Regions from separate parts of the Mus musculus genome. Here regions 1, 3 and 4 are each linked to region 2. Evidence: chromatin contacts called from public HiChIP or PLAC-seq and promoter capture Hi-C data. All regions are on one chromosome and are shown on one strand. The core of a region is the stretch at or near the end of the contact, and the rest is flanking DNA. Distances in the headings are between cores, read along the strand shown. Region 1 holds the start of Usp27x (ubiquitin specific peptidase 27, X chromosome). Region 2 holds the start of Ccdc120 (coiled-coil domain containing 120). Region 3 holds the start of Ebp (phenylalkylamine Ca2+ antagonist (emopamil) binding protein). Region 4 holds the start of 2010204K13Rik (RIKEN cDNA 2010204K13 gene).

Evidence for each region. Promoter capture Hi-C pulls out the DNA fragments that hold promoters and counts their contacts. HiChIP or PLAC-seq counts read pairs in DNA pulled down with a chosen protein or histone mark.
Region 1: a promoter capture Hi-C map of embryonic stem cells shows a contact between it and region 2, with 2.5 times the contacts expected there. The contact joins the promoter of Usp27x here to the promoter of Ccdc120 in region 2. A contact is called at or near these places in 2 of 39 promoter capture datasets (embryonic stem cells and liver), 1 of 115 datasets of contacts at active chromatin or transcription factors (stem cell-derived neural progenitor cells) and 1 of 9 other capture datasets (adipose tissue).
Region 3: an HNF4G HiChIP or PLAC-seq map of pancreatic cancer cells shows a contact between it and region 2. The contact joins the promoter of Ebp here to the promoter of Ccdc120 in region 2. A contact is called at or near these places in 1 of 39 promoter capture datasets (cranial neural crest), 1 of 115 datasets of contacts at active chromatin or transcription factors (pancreatic cancer cells) and 1 of 9 other capture datasets (adipose tissue).
Region 4: a contact with region 2 is called in an H3K27ac HiChIP or PLAC-seq map of extraembryonic endoderm stem cells. The contact joins the promoter of 2010204K13Rik here to the promoter of Ccdc120 in region 2. A contact is called at or near these places in 8 of 39 promoter capture datasets (the C10 cell line, the SN4741 cell line, embryonic stem cells and 4 more) and 4 of 115 datasets of contacts at active chromatin or transcription factors (embryonic stem cells, extraembryonic endoderm stem cells, stem cell-derived epiblast-like cells and 1 more).

Annotation. Positions count from the first base shown.
Region 1 is chrX:7,374,547-7,377,400 of GRCm38.p6, reverse strand. Usp27x (ubiquitin specific peptidase 27, X chromosome) reads left to right here and starts at 1,571. Exons shown (of 1, transcript NM_019461.4): 1 at 1,571-2,854. The coding sequence starts at 2,540. It overlaps Gm14379 (predicted gene 14379), which reads right to left and starts at 1,476. Exons shown (of 2, transcript NR_026741.1): 1 at 1,118-1,476; 2 at 1-877.
Region 2 is chrX:7,739,988-7,742,687 of GRCm38.p6, reverse strand. It overlaps Ccdc120 (coiled-coil domain containing 120), which reads left to right and starts at 1,364. Exons shown (of 10, transcript NM_207202.2): 1 at 1,364-1,476.
Region 3 is chrX:8,192,179-8,194,878 of GRCm38.p6, reverse strand. It overlaps Ebp (phenylalkylamine Ca2+ antagonist (emopamil) binding protein), which reads left to right and starts at 1,367. Exons shown (of 5, transcript NM_007898.3): 1 at 1,367-2,078. It overlaps Porcn (porcupine O-acyltransferase), which reads left to right. Exons shown (of 15, transcript NM_023638.4): 15 at 602-1,033. The coding sequence ends at 703.
Region 4 is chrX:7,421,560-7,424,335 of GRCm38.p6, reverse strand. It overlaps 2010204K13Rik (RIKEN cDNA 2010204K13 gene), which reads left to right and starts at 1,348. Exons shown (of 2, transcript NR_027924.1): 1 at 1,348-1,457.

The DNA of each region.
Region 1 (2,854 bases), core at 322-2,821, 370 kb after region 2:
AGGAGTATGTCTTTGCTTCCTCTATGAAGCATGACTCAGGTGGAGGCTGATTTCCAATGCTGACCAGGGATGCTTTGTAGACAGCAGAGCCCCCTAGAGTAGGACCATCCATGTGCACCAGGTACAGCCGGCTGTCACACTGAGGCACTGGACTCTTCTTAGCTCACTCTCTCCCCACGTGCTGATCCCTGCCTTTGGCTGCACCCTCCAGAAGCAGCAGTTGCAGCTGCTTCTGACATCCCCACTCTGCCCAAGACCTGAGCTGTTTGTTCTGGACTCATTCTTCCTGGGCTCTATGATGCTGCTTTTCATACAGCAGGCCCCCAGACTCTCTCCTCACTGGCAGCTCCAAAGATACCCGCTTTATTCCTACGTGCTGCCCACCCAAGACTCTGCTAAATCTTATGGGTCTCAGACTTTGTAGTTTGGGTTCCTTGCAGCGTAAGGGAGGTGCAACCTGTAGGAACAGCCTTGCAGTGTCTGGTTTCCCCTGCTGGCCTTGGAGTGACTGTTTCTGCCCACAGGCTGCTCAGTATCTGGAGTGCTGTATCTGGAGGCCAGCTGTCAACCAGTCATCCCACCCAGGGCCTTTGGAGCCTGAGTGGGAGGCAAGGAGCCAGCACAGGATGGGCTGATAAGTTTCTCAAAGAGACATGTCCCTTCAGGTGGAGCGGCCTTGGGAGCACTGTTGTCCCTCTAGATCTGGGGTTCAGGCTGGTCCCCAGTAAAGTTTGAGCTTCATCGTTTCTGGGAGAGCAGGAGTTGGACCTAGAGGGGGAGACTGAGACATGTTGGGGGTACGTTCAGCTGCTGGAGGCAGGTTCAGCCGCTGGAATGATGGATGTCGGAGCTCCCGCCTTTATTCTCAAGTACCAGACTGTGAAGGGATATTTTATGGCCTCAGAAACGTTTCTAGACAAGACAACCCTTCGGGCCCCCCGCCCCACAGGCTAGGGGAAGCTGCACCCTTGAGGGCAGTACTAGAGGGGAGGAGACCGCCTAGGGGGTCAGAGCAGCGATTGGAGCGGAGAGCTGGAAGCGCCTTAAAGAGACTGCGCGGTCCCCGCCCCACTTCCCGCCAGCCTCAATGAATTAGAGCTGTGTTTCCCAAACTTGCCTGATCACTAGCAGTTTCTCCGGCCCTAGTTAGAGATCCAGGTTCCGGAGTACCTCCCTTCAAGAGTCTGATTCAGTAGGCCTGCGGGTGGAGCCGAGGAATCTGTAATTTTAACACGCTCCCCCACGTGATTGTCGTGAACCAGCAAGTTTGGGAAATATTGAATTAAAGGAAACGGGGCCTGGCTGCAGAAGCGGCCTCCGCTAGGGGGCTTCGGCGGGAGCATTCCCGGGGGCGTCGCCTGCTTCCGCTGCCGCCTCCTTCAGTGAAAGTCCCTTTTGGGTCCAGCTGCCACAACCACCGCGCTCCCTCAGTCCGGACGGGGACACCCCAGGTCTGCGTGGCCCCCGCGCCACCACGCCCAGTGGCCGCCCGAGCCCCACGAGCAGGGGGAGGAGTCGCAGCCAGTGGAGGCGGAGGAGGCTGGAGGAGGCGGAGACGGCGGAGACGGGAGAGAAGGCATAGAGGAAGGTGGAGGCGGAGAAGGTGGAGGGGAAGGTGGAGGCGGCCGGGAAGGTGGACGCCACCGGGAAGGTGGAGACAGCAGGGAAGGTGGACGCCACCGGGAAGGTGGAGATCGCGGAGGGTCCGGGCCGCGGGGCTGAGCTCAAGCTGGAGCTGGAGCAGGAGCCCGAGCCGGAGCCCGAGCCGGAGCCCGAGCGGGAGCCCGAGCGGGAGCCCGAGCCGGAGCCGGAGCGGGAGCCCGAGCCGGAGCCCCAGCCAGAGCCCGAGCCGGAGCCCGAGCCCGAGCCCCAGCCGGAGCCGGAACCCGAACAGAAGCCGGAGCCCGAGCCGGAGCCCGAACCCGAGCCCTTACAGGAGCCTGAGCCTGAGCCTGAGCCTGAGCCTGAGCCTGAGCCTGAGAGGCAGCCCGAGAAGGAGCCGAAGGATGAGAACCCAGCGCAGAGCGGTGTTGGCGGCAGCGGCGACGAGGTTCCTCCCCCCACCCTTCCCTCCGACCCTCCGCGGCCCCCTGATCCCTCTCCGCGTCGCAGTCGTGCCCCGCGCCGCCGACCCCGGCCCCGGCCCCAGACTAGGCTTCGTACCCCGCCGCAGCCTAGGCCACGGCCCCCACCCCGGCCCCGGCCCCGGCGTGGTCCTGGGGGCGGATGCCTGGATGTGGATTTTGCTGTGGGGCCACCAGGTTGTTCCCACGTGAACAGCTTTAAGGTGGGAGAGAACTGGAGGCAGGAATTGCGGGTTATCTACCAGTGCTTCGTGTGGTGTGGAACCCCAGAGACCAGGAAAAGCAAGGCAAAGTCGTGCGTCTGCCATGTGTGTGGCACCCATTTAAACAGACTCCACTCTTGCCTTTCCTGCGTCTTCTTTGGCTGCTTCACAGAGAAACACATCCACGAGCACGCTGAGACAAAACAGCACAACTTAGCGGTAGATCTTTATTATGGAGGCATATACTGCTTCATGTGTAAAGACTATGTGTATGACATAGACATTGAGCAAATTGCCAAAGAAGAGCAAGGAGAAGCCTTGAAATTACAAGCGTCCACCTCGACAGAGGTTTCTCAGCAACAGTGTTCAGTGCCGGGACTTGGGGAGAAATATCCCACCTGGGAAACGACCAAACCTGAACTAGAACTTCTGGGGCACAACCCACGGAGAAGAAGGATCGCCTCCAGCTTTACCATCGGCTTACGAGGACTAATTAATCTTGGCAACACGTGTTTTATGAACTGCATTGTCCAGGCCTTGACCCACACTCCAATACTGAGAGATTTC
Region 2 (2,700 bases), core at 115-2,614:
TAAGAAAAAAAATCCATTTCCCAACATGCTTGGTGGCCTCCTGCAAGGGGGGTGGGGAGGGGTCCATGGCTGCCAAGAGGATGTCAGCTTGCTCCTTGCCTCCACTAGCAGTCCAAAGGAGGGAGAAGGGAGGAAGGAGATGGAAAGGGCCTTTGTGTTCCACACATACATTTCATAACCCGGAAGAAAGGTGGGCACCTGGGGCAGCAGGCCTTGATAACATGTGACTGGGGGAACTCTTCTCTAGGCTCTCCTCCCCAACAGGGAACACCCCTAAAACCCTCCCTGTTCATACATGGCAGCGGCTGCTATAGGGGTTAGGTTTGGGTTCTGAGGTCACAAAATAGATTGTCTTACCTGGAGTACAGCATGTTTGGTATGTGCCCAAGACAAGCTTAGGGCCCAGGTAGGGTTGTGTTGAAGGGCATTAGAGGGACTTAGAGTTTTCAATTTATTTCCCTGTCTGCTTCGCTCCAGGCTAGAAATGTTAACAGGGAGAACATGGATAAAGTTGAGTCTTCGTATTCTTTCTCCTTTCAGGAGTAGCCAGTGGCTCCTCTAGCGCAGGGCCCAGTCTAGTACTCTGGTTCTGCTCCTTCTTATGGTTGTTTTTGTTTCTTTGTTTGTTTGTTTCTGTGTAGCCCTGGCTGTCCTGGAACTAGTTCTGTAGACCAGGCTGGTCTCGAACTCAGAGCTGCCTGCCTCTGCCTCCTGAGTGCTGGGATTAAAGGAAGGTGTGTCCCACCCCAGCTGGCTCTTTCCTGTGCCTTTACATTAGTATGTTCTCAGTCAGGCCTCCCATTTCTACCATGGCTCAGAGCTCAGCGGAGGCTGGCTCTGTGCCGCCCCTCAGGTTGTAGGGTATAGATGATGGTGTTTCCTAGGTTTATTTGTTCCTGGAGTACAGAAGGTGGGAGTGTCTTAAGATCTGGTCTCTCCTTAGAAAGGTCAACTTCTCTCTGCAGCTTAGAAAATCATCATCCTAATTATGGGAGAAATTGATCCAAGATATGTGTGTGTGTGTGTGTGTGTGTGTGTGTCCATGTCTATGTCTGTTTGTCTATTTCACAGTTTCCTAGCCCCCATGTCCCGGGGTGTAGGCAGGCTCCAGTGGCCTGGGGATTTGGGCAGTGGCTCCTCCCACAATTCTTAGAGCTTATTGGCCAGTTATCTCTTAGATATCCGCAGTGAGGAAAGCATTCTATGCTTTCTCCTTGACCATATTGGGCTCCCCGAGGCACCTGGTCCCCCAGACTGCCTTCCCAGGGGTGACCCTAGCCCTGGAAGCGGGCAGGTAAGGGTTAAAAGGTGTGGGCCAACCCCATCCTGTCCAGGTAGGTTGGGCCTTTACCTAGTGGGAGGTAGCCAAGACAGCAGTCACTGCTGTTCACTTGTACTGCCAGGAAAGCTAGGGCCTGGACGAGACAACTGTTCTTTTGGAAATATTTGAGGCTGCCATCCAGCACTAGGGCATTGGTGAGTACCAGCGAGCAATGGGGCAGGGCCGTGAGATAGGGTAATGGCACAGGAACTGAGGAAGTTCCCTTCTAGAGATCCAGATCTGAGGAAGGAGGACCCTGAGAATATAGGGTAGCGATAGGAGGGGTGGTGTTCAGTATGGGAGGATCAGGGGACCAGGGCAAAGCCTCACGTGTCCATTTTCCTTTCTTGATATCAAAATAATTCTTGGTTGGAAAATGGAGGAGGAAGGACGGGGCAGAGACTCAGCCTTCTCTTCTCGGCCCCTCTCCCCCTTTTTATCAGGACTAGTGCCTCAGAGAAGACGAGCTGAACCGATTAGATACCACTGTTGTTCAGGCATCTGTATCTGCTTGTCCCTCTGTTTGTTTGTTCAGCCAGAGTAATTGAAGGGGGTGTGCTGTATGTTTGGGGGAGCAATGGGGATCAGGTCCAGACTCTGTGTGCATTTGCTCAAGTGGTGGCAGGATGTGGAAATGGGGCTCTCATTGACAGTGTTGGAGTGCCACCCAGGTGAAGTATCTTGGTTGTAAACAGTCATTACAGCCAGGAATTTTTCTCAGCCGTGGTGTCAGAAGGGCAGACCTGAAAAACCTGCTGGGCCTGCCTCTGTGTGTGTGTGTTTCCCCGCATGTGCCCTCTGTAGCTCGCTTGCTGCAACCTAAGCCCGTAACAGGACCACAGAATGACAAGGCAAAGCTCTGGTGTGGGCAGGAGGGTCTCAGAGGTTCATATGAGGGCATGGTAGTGATGCTGGAATGTGGTAGATTGCCTTCTTACTATCTCTGTCTGATGTCAGGCAGTCTGAAGTTCCAAGTGTACAGAACATGGAAGAGTAGAAGCAAAGGTTCCTGAGTCAGGTATGGAGGTGTGGGGCGTTGATCCATGTCTAGCCTGCCTAGTGACCCAATGACTCATGCCATAACTATGTCCCTGAGGTCAGACTGATGGGGTGGAGTCGGGGTTCCTGACTGGACCCTGTGTCGACTCCGGGATACTCTAATTTTCTAAAGAAGGAAGGACGGAGGCCCTCTGATGTGAAACATGAGACAATGTTGGTGAACGGGTAAATGGACCCAAGGTGGGAGGAGTTAGCTTTCTGTTGGGGTGGAGAAGGGTTCAGGCAAGCCTTGTGAAAGTTTTCCGAATTAAAATGGGTCCTGGGAAAGTAGAAGTTTCGGGGGCTGAGGGACCGAGGAGGCTGAGGTGGGACACTAAAGA
Region 3 (2,700 bases), core at 118-2,617, 450 kb before region 2:
CAAAAACATACACTCTATATTTTAATTTCTTTCCCCTTGAGACAGGGTTTCTCTGTGTAGCCCTGGCTGTCCTAGAACTCACTCTGTAGACCAAGCTGGCCTCGAACTCAGAAATCGGCCTGCCTCCCAAGTGCTAAGTGCTGGGACTAAAGGTGTGCATCACCACGTCTGGCTTCCCCCAATTTTTTAAGTACACAGTCTTCCTTTTTTTTTTTTTTCATTGCAAGAATTTGTCAGGGTTTACTTTGTCCTGTATTGGTAGACACTCAGATTTCTAGTGGTCTCATATACAAACGACCTCAGGGATCAGCATGACCCACCACATCCAACATATTTTTAAAATAACTCTTTTTGGTGTGCTGGAAATCAAAACCTGGGGCCTCCCCATGTAGACCCTCCCATCAAGCTGTATACTCAGCCCCTTAAAATGATCTTTAAAGAAGAAGAAACCAAACTGTATCTGGTCACCCTTGATAAGCACCTAGACCCTTCTTTTACTCAGGAATATGAAATACCAAAGATCCCTGGGCAAGAGATGGGTTTTCCGGAGACTCACTGTCCTTGTTGAATTTCAAAATCATGACTTGTTTCTCTCCCACAGGGCTACGGCATGGCATACACTGTCCACAAGTGGTCAGAGCTCAGCTGGGCCAGTCACTGGGTCACTTTTGGATGCTGGATCTTCTACCGTCTCATAGGCTGAGGCATATGACCATCATAATCCCCTTCAATACCCCTCCTTAGGGTGCCAACTCTGATGGGGGATGAGAAAAGACCCTTTCTCTACTCCTTTTCCCTTATCCATTCTTGACCCCCAACACCCCTCCACACAACATAGGAACACACACAACTTTCTATGCCTGTCAATCCTCACCCCGCCACCAGGCAGGAAGGGGGTGGTCCTTATTGGGCCAAGGAACGATGGATACTTGGGAAAGCAGACAGGAGCAGATCCAGGGCCTCTGCGCCTGCCGTCTCCCTTTTTTATATGCAGTTTGTTATTGTCGAATAAAAGTAGAACTTACACAACAGGCTCGGTTTTTTGGTTTTTTGTTTTTTTTTTTTTTTTTCACTGATCAGAGGGGAAAAAGGGAAAGCAAAGAAATTCCACCACACATAAAGGTTTGGAAACTGAAAATCGTGGAGAGGGAAAATAAAATTGTGATCTATTCGCGATGAATTCAACATGGTCTGTGATTGGCTAATGAGTCTATGATGGCGGGGTCCTGGTCCTGCTTGCGTAGAGCAGGGACAGATTTTGTGGGGGAGGCTTAGTAATACTTCATGGAAAACTGGGGGATCCCTGTACTGATTGGTTCGTCAGATTCGAACGGGGCGGGGTAGGGCAAGACAGAAGAAGGGTTGATGCCTACTGGTCCGTAGGTAATAATTAAAATGACAGTTTGAGATGATCAATATTCTGACTAAATGCTGACGAGGTCTGTTTGCCAACTTGTTTACCGTCATGCCTTCTGTTTGGCTTTTAAGAACTGGCACTGTTGAGAGTCTACACCAACTGCTCAGCAGGAGTGAGGGTTTGAAGGTGACCGATGCTGTTAGGACTGGAGAGTTCTGAGCTCTGGTGGGCGCTAGGTTTGTTTGTACTGAATGTAATCCACCTGTCGTATTCTCTGCATTTGGGCTAAGAATGGGTCCGGGAACTGATTGGTTGCCTAGAAAACTTAGAAGACCACGCAACTCCGGTCACTAGCAAATGTTGAGGGTTTCAAATTTCAGCCTCATCTTGTGCGATTGATAAGAGGGCAGGGAAATTGAAGCTCAGAATAGCATAGATTTGCTATCGGGAGAAAGCGCCCACAGACCTTGGAGGTCTCCACCCTACTCCTGACTTGGTCTCAGCCAACAGGGAAGATGACACCATAGGCGAGGACAGGGCCTGCGACATTCGGAGGACTCCTATTGGCAGAAGCCACCTTCTCCACTTCACTATTGGTCCGCTCCATCGGGCGGGGAAGCGCTAGAGCTGAGCGGAACTGGGGCTATTAGGGAGCCTGCAGGTCTTCCTGGAAAGTCGCAAGCCTGTGTTAGGAAGTCGCCCTGCGATCGCGCCGCCTGGGGTGAGTGCCAGCCAGCTTGTCCGAGCCCCTCCACGTGCCCAGACCCTCCACGACAGCGGTTTGCCTGCGAGTCCTGCCCTACCCTGCGCTTGCGCGGGACCCGGGCCCTAAATCGGTTGTCCAGACGACGGAAGACTCGCCCTCTCGTTGGGCAGCTACAGTGGAGGGTTCTGGTTGTGATTGGTGGTCTCTGGGCTTTGTTTTCCTTTCTCTTGGTTAGCGCCGCCCGTGAGACCCCTGCTTTTGCTACTTCTAGCTTGTTGCAGGGTGGCACACTAATTGCCTGGACTCTTGCTTTTGAAACGTGGTGCTTGGGGCCGCAGCTCTGATTCCTCATCTCTGCAGCCCCCTGCGGGTGGGAGTAGCGTCCAGTTAAATCTCAGCCACTGGACCCTGCAGTGCACCCCGACTACATTCCTGTGTCTTTCCAACAAACTGAGCCCCAAAGTGCTAGGACCTGGCTTGTTGACAGTGACTCGCCCACCAGACTGTGATCATACTCTGTGACTAGCAACCAGAAGTACAACTCGATGATGCTGGCAGTACAATCTGATGATTCCTCTTTAGAGCCTCAGGAGCCTCTGCCTAGGTGTACCAGCGGCCTTGAAACCCGCTGTGTCAG
Region 4 (2,776 bases), core at 99-2,598, 320 kb after region 2:
CCTGTCCTCCCTTTCCTACACTCATGGCTTCTTGTTTTGTGACATACTCAGTTTAAAAAGGGTTGCTTATGTGACTGTAACTGTGGAGTTATGCACTGGACCTGGCTGGCTTCCCTAGTGGGTACATATCTGAAGATAATGATATCCGGTCTTCCAGAGTCTACCAATAGCCAATAGTTCCCCAGGGTCCTGTAAGTACTGACAAGGTAGGTAAGGGGAGGTGCTGCTTCAAGTAGGGTAGCCTTGGGAGCCTTGTCCTCTTTGAGTCTCAATTTTGTCACCTTTAAAATGCTACCAATTACTACCCCACAGGGTTTCCACACGTTGGCACTGTGCGGTGGTGTAAAGAGGTGCCCTGTCCCCAAAGGCACTGTGAACATTGCCTGTATCCAAATCTGAACTTTCTCAAAACTATAGCTTAAGGACCTGAATATACCAGAGATGGGGACCAGTCCCACTTGCTGCCCATTAACAGGCTTGCCTTACACCTCACCACGCTTTCTTGCTGCTGCAGAGAGTCCGCTCTCTTCTTCCACATTTCATTGTCACCTCAGGCTGCAATATATCAGGTGACACACTTGCTGTTCTCAGGTGAGGACAGTCACGTCCTACTCCAGATCTGTAAATGAGGTCCACAGGCCAGTGTGGCCTCAGCTCACATCTGCTATCAAGATACTGTCCTAATTAGAAAAAGCAAGCTGTAGAACAGTGTGTACAATATATTTGTGTGCATTGTAAGATAAACATATGAAGTATGCTTATGTATTTGTAAACAAATTATGAAGGAATATGTGAGGAGTTACGCTTTTGACTAGTTCTAATGGGAAGAAAGGAGACTTTTTACTCATTATTATAATTTGAAAGTTGTTACCAGGAATACAGTTTCTTTCATAATAAAAAACCTTTAAGTAAAAACATAGATAACATATAGAAACATATAGTCATGTGTTGTATGATGATGTTTGATCAACAGACCACATATATGATGGTGATCCTGTAAGACTGTGATGAGGATGAAATAAATTCTTATTGCCAAAAGATGGCAGAGCAATTGCCAAATAAGTAACACTACAGTACTCATATGTGTGTGGTGACGCTGGTGTAAATGCAGATGCAGTACTAAAAATAGGTAACAGCCAAACTCCACAGGTATCTGCAGCTCTTGGTTTGCTCATCTGTGAAATCATAGCTAATCCATAGGGCCACAATCCATAGGACCACTGTGCTCATTGAATGACTCACGCTCAGGAAATGCTTCTGCTTAGCAAAATAATGGTATAGAAGAGGCAGAAGGCAGGCTGGTTTGATGTGATAATCTCTTTCGCCACCTTGTGGTTGGTGACGCACAAGTCAGCCGTGCCGCGACACGTGTTAATAAGCAGAGACTCGAGCTTCCTCCAAGTTTGGACCTTAGTGGGCCGGATGATTTGGAACTTGGAGAACTGAGAAATAAAAACGTAAGTAGGTAGCTTATGGCTCTTTCATTTTAGGTCCTTATTGTCTAGACGCTTTACTTACATTCCCTACGCGTGCGTGCGTGCGCGCGTGCACGAGCACACGGGGAAACTCCCCCCTCCCCCCTGCCCCCGGTACTTAAAGAAGGTAAAATGTGCGTGTGTGTGCGTGTGTGCGCGCGTGTGTGTGTGCGTGCGCGCGCGCGCGTGTAAGGTGTTCGTGCTGGTGACTACAGAGGTTACAAGAGGGGCATTGGATCGATCCCCCCCCCCCGAACGTGAGTTATGGACCACCACGTGGGTCTTAGGAATTGAACCCAGACCCTCTGTGAGAATTAAGTGCTCTCAACTATTTATGCATCTTCCCACCTCCAAGTGTTAGTTTCCACAAGTAGATGTTGTGGATGTTCTAGAGACATAGTTCGGAACTCAACCACAGCAGTGTCCATGCGGACAAGAAGAGGGAACATACATGTTTCTACTACTTAGTCTCTAAATCAGATTTCTAGCCAGCTACAAGTTTCTTTGAGCTCCCTAATAGGTCGAGGGGGAGGGGCGTGCACACACACATACCCATGCCATCTATCATCTATATCATCTGTCGTCTACCTTGTTACCTAAGGAAGGAAAACCAGTGTCCCTGCGCAGAAATGTATGTGAGCTAAACACTCAAACACATAAGATAAATAAATCTTAGTTGATTCTAATCCTTACTGTCCCTTGGTCATGGTCTATCACATCCATGGGGCATGGCTTCTGCCAGGCAGTTCTTGTTTTCCTCATGAGCCAAAGTTGTATGGAAGAGCATCCAATCAGTAGAACCTACTAGGGCATAGTCCTTCCCCTAGGCTAAGCTTGGGTTTCCATCCGAGGGAGGCAGGACTCTGAATGGAAGGATTTCTGAAAAAATTACAAGGACTGTTGAGAAATGCTTGGGTAAGGCAGGGAACCATGAGTACTTCAGATCTTGTCTTCCTTTCCCAGATCCAGCTCTCCCAACAACAGTAGGCTTGAGAGATGTATGGCCCAGGCACACCTGGGAATCTAGAGCTGCCTAATTTTTGGTTAGGTTACATTTAAGCTATTTTCTGGGTAGGTAATGTGTTAACAAATGGGAGGGTTGTTTTTGGACTAGGGTCTCCACTGGAGTATGGATCATGCTGTCTAATTTACCATTGTATTACGTAGCTCAGTGCCTCATGAACAAACTAAGTTGGTCATTGCCTTGAACGTGTATATTTTTATTGACATTTCAGGCCCCTAATCTCAAGAGAAGCCTAAGGAGTGTTGTTTTGGTGTCTTGTTAACTAAGGGAAATCTAG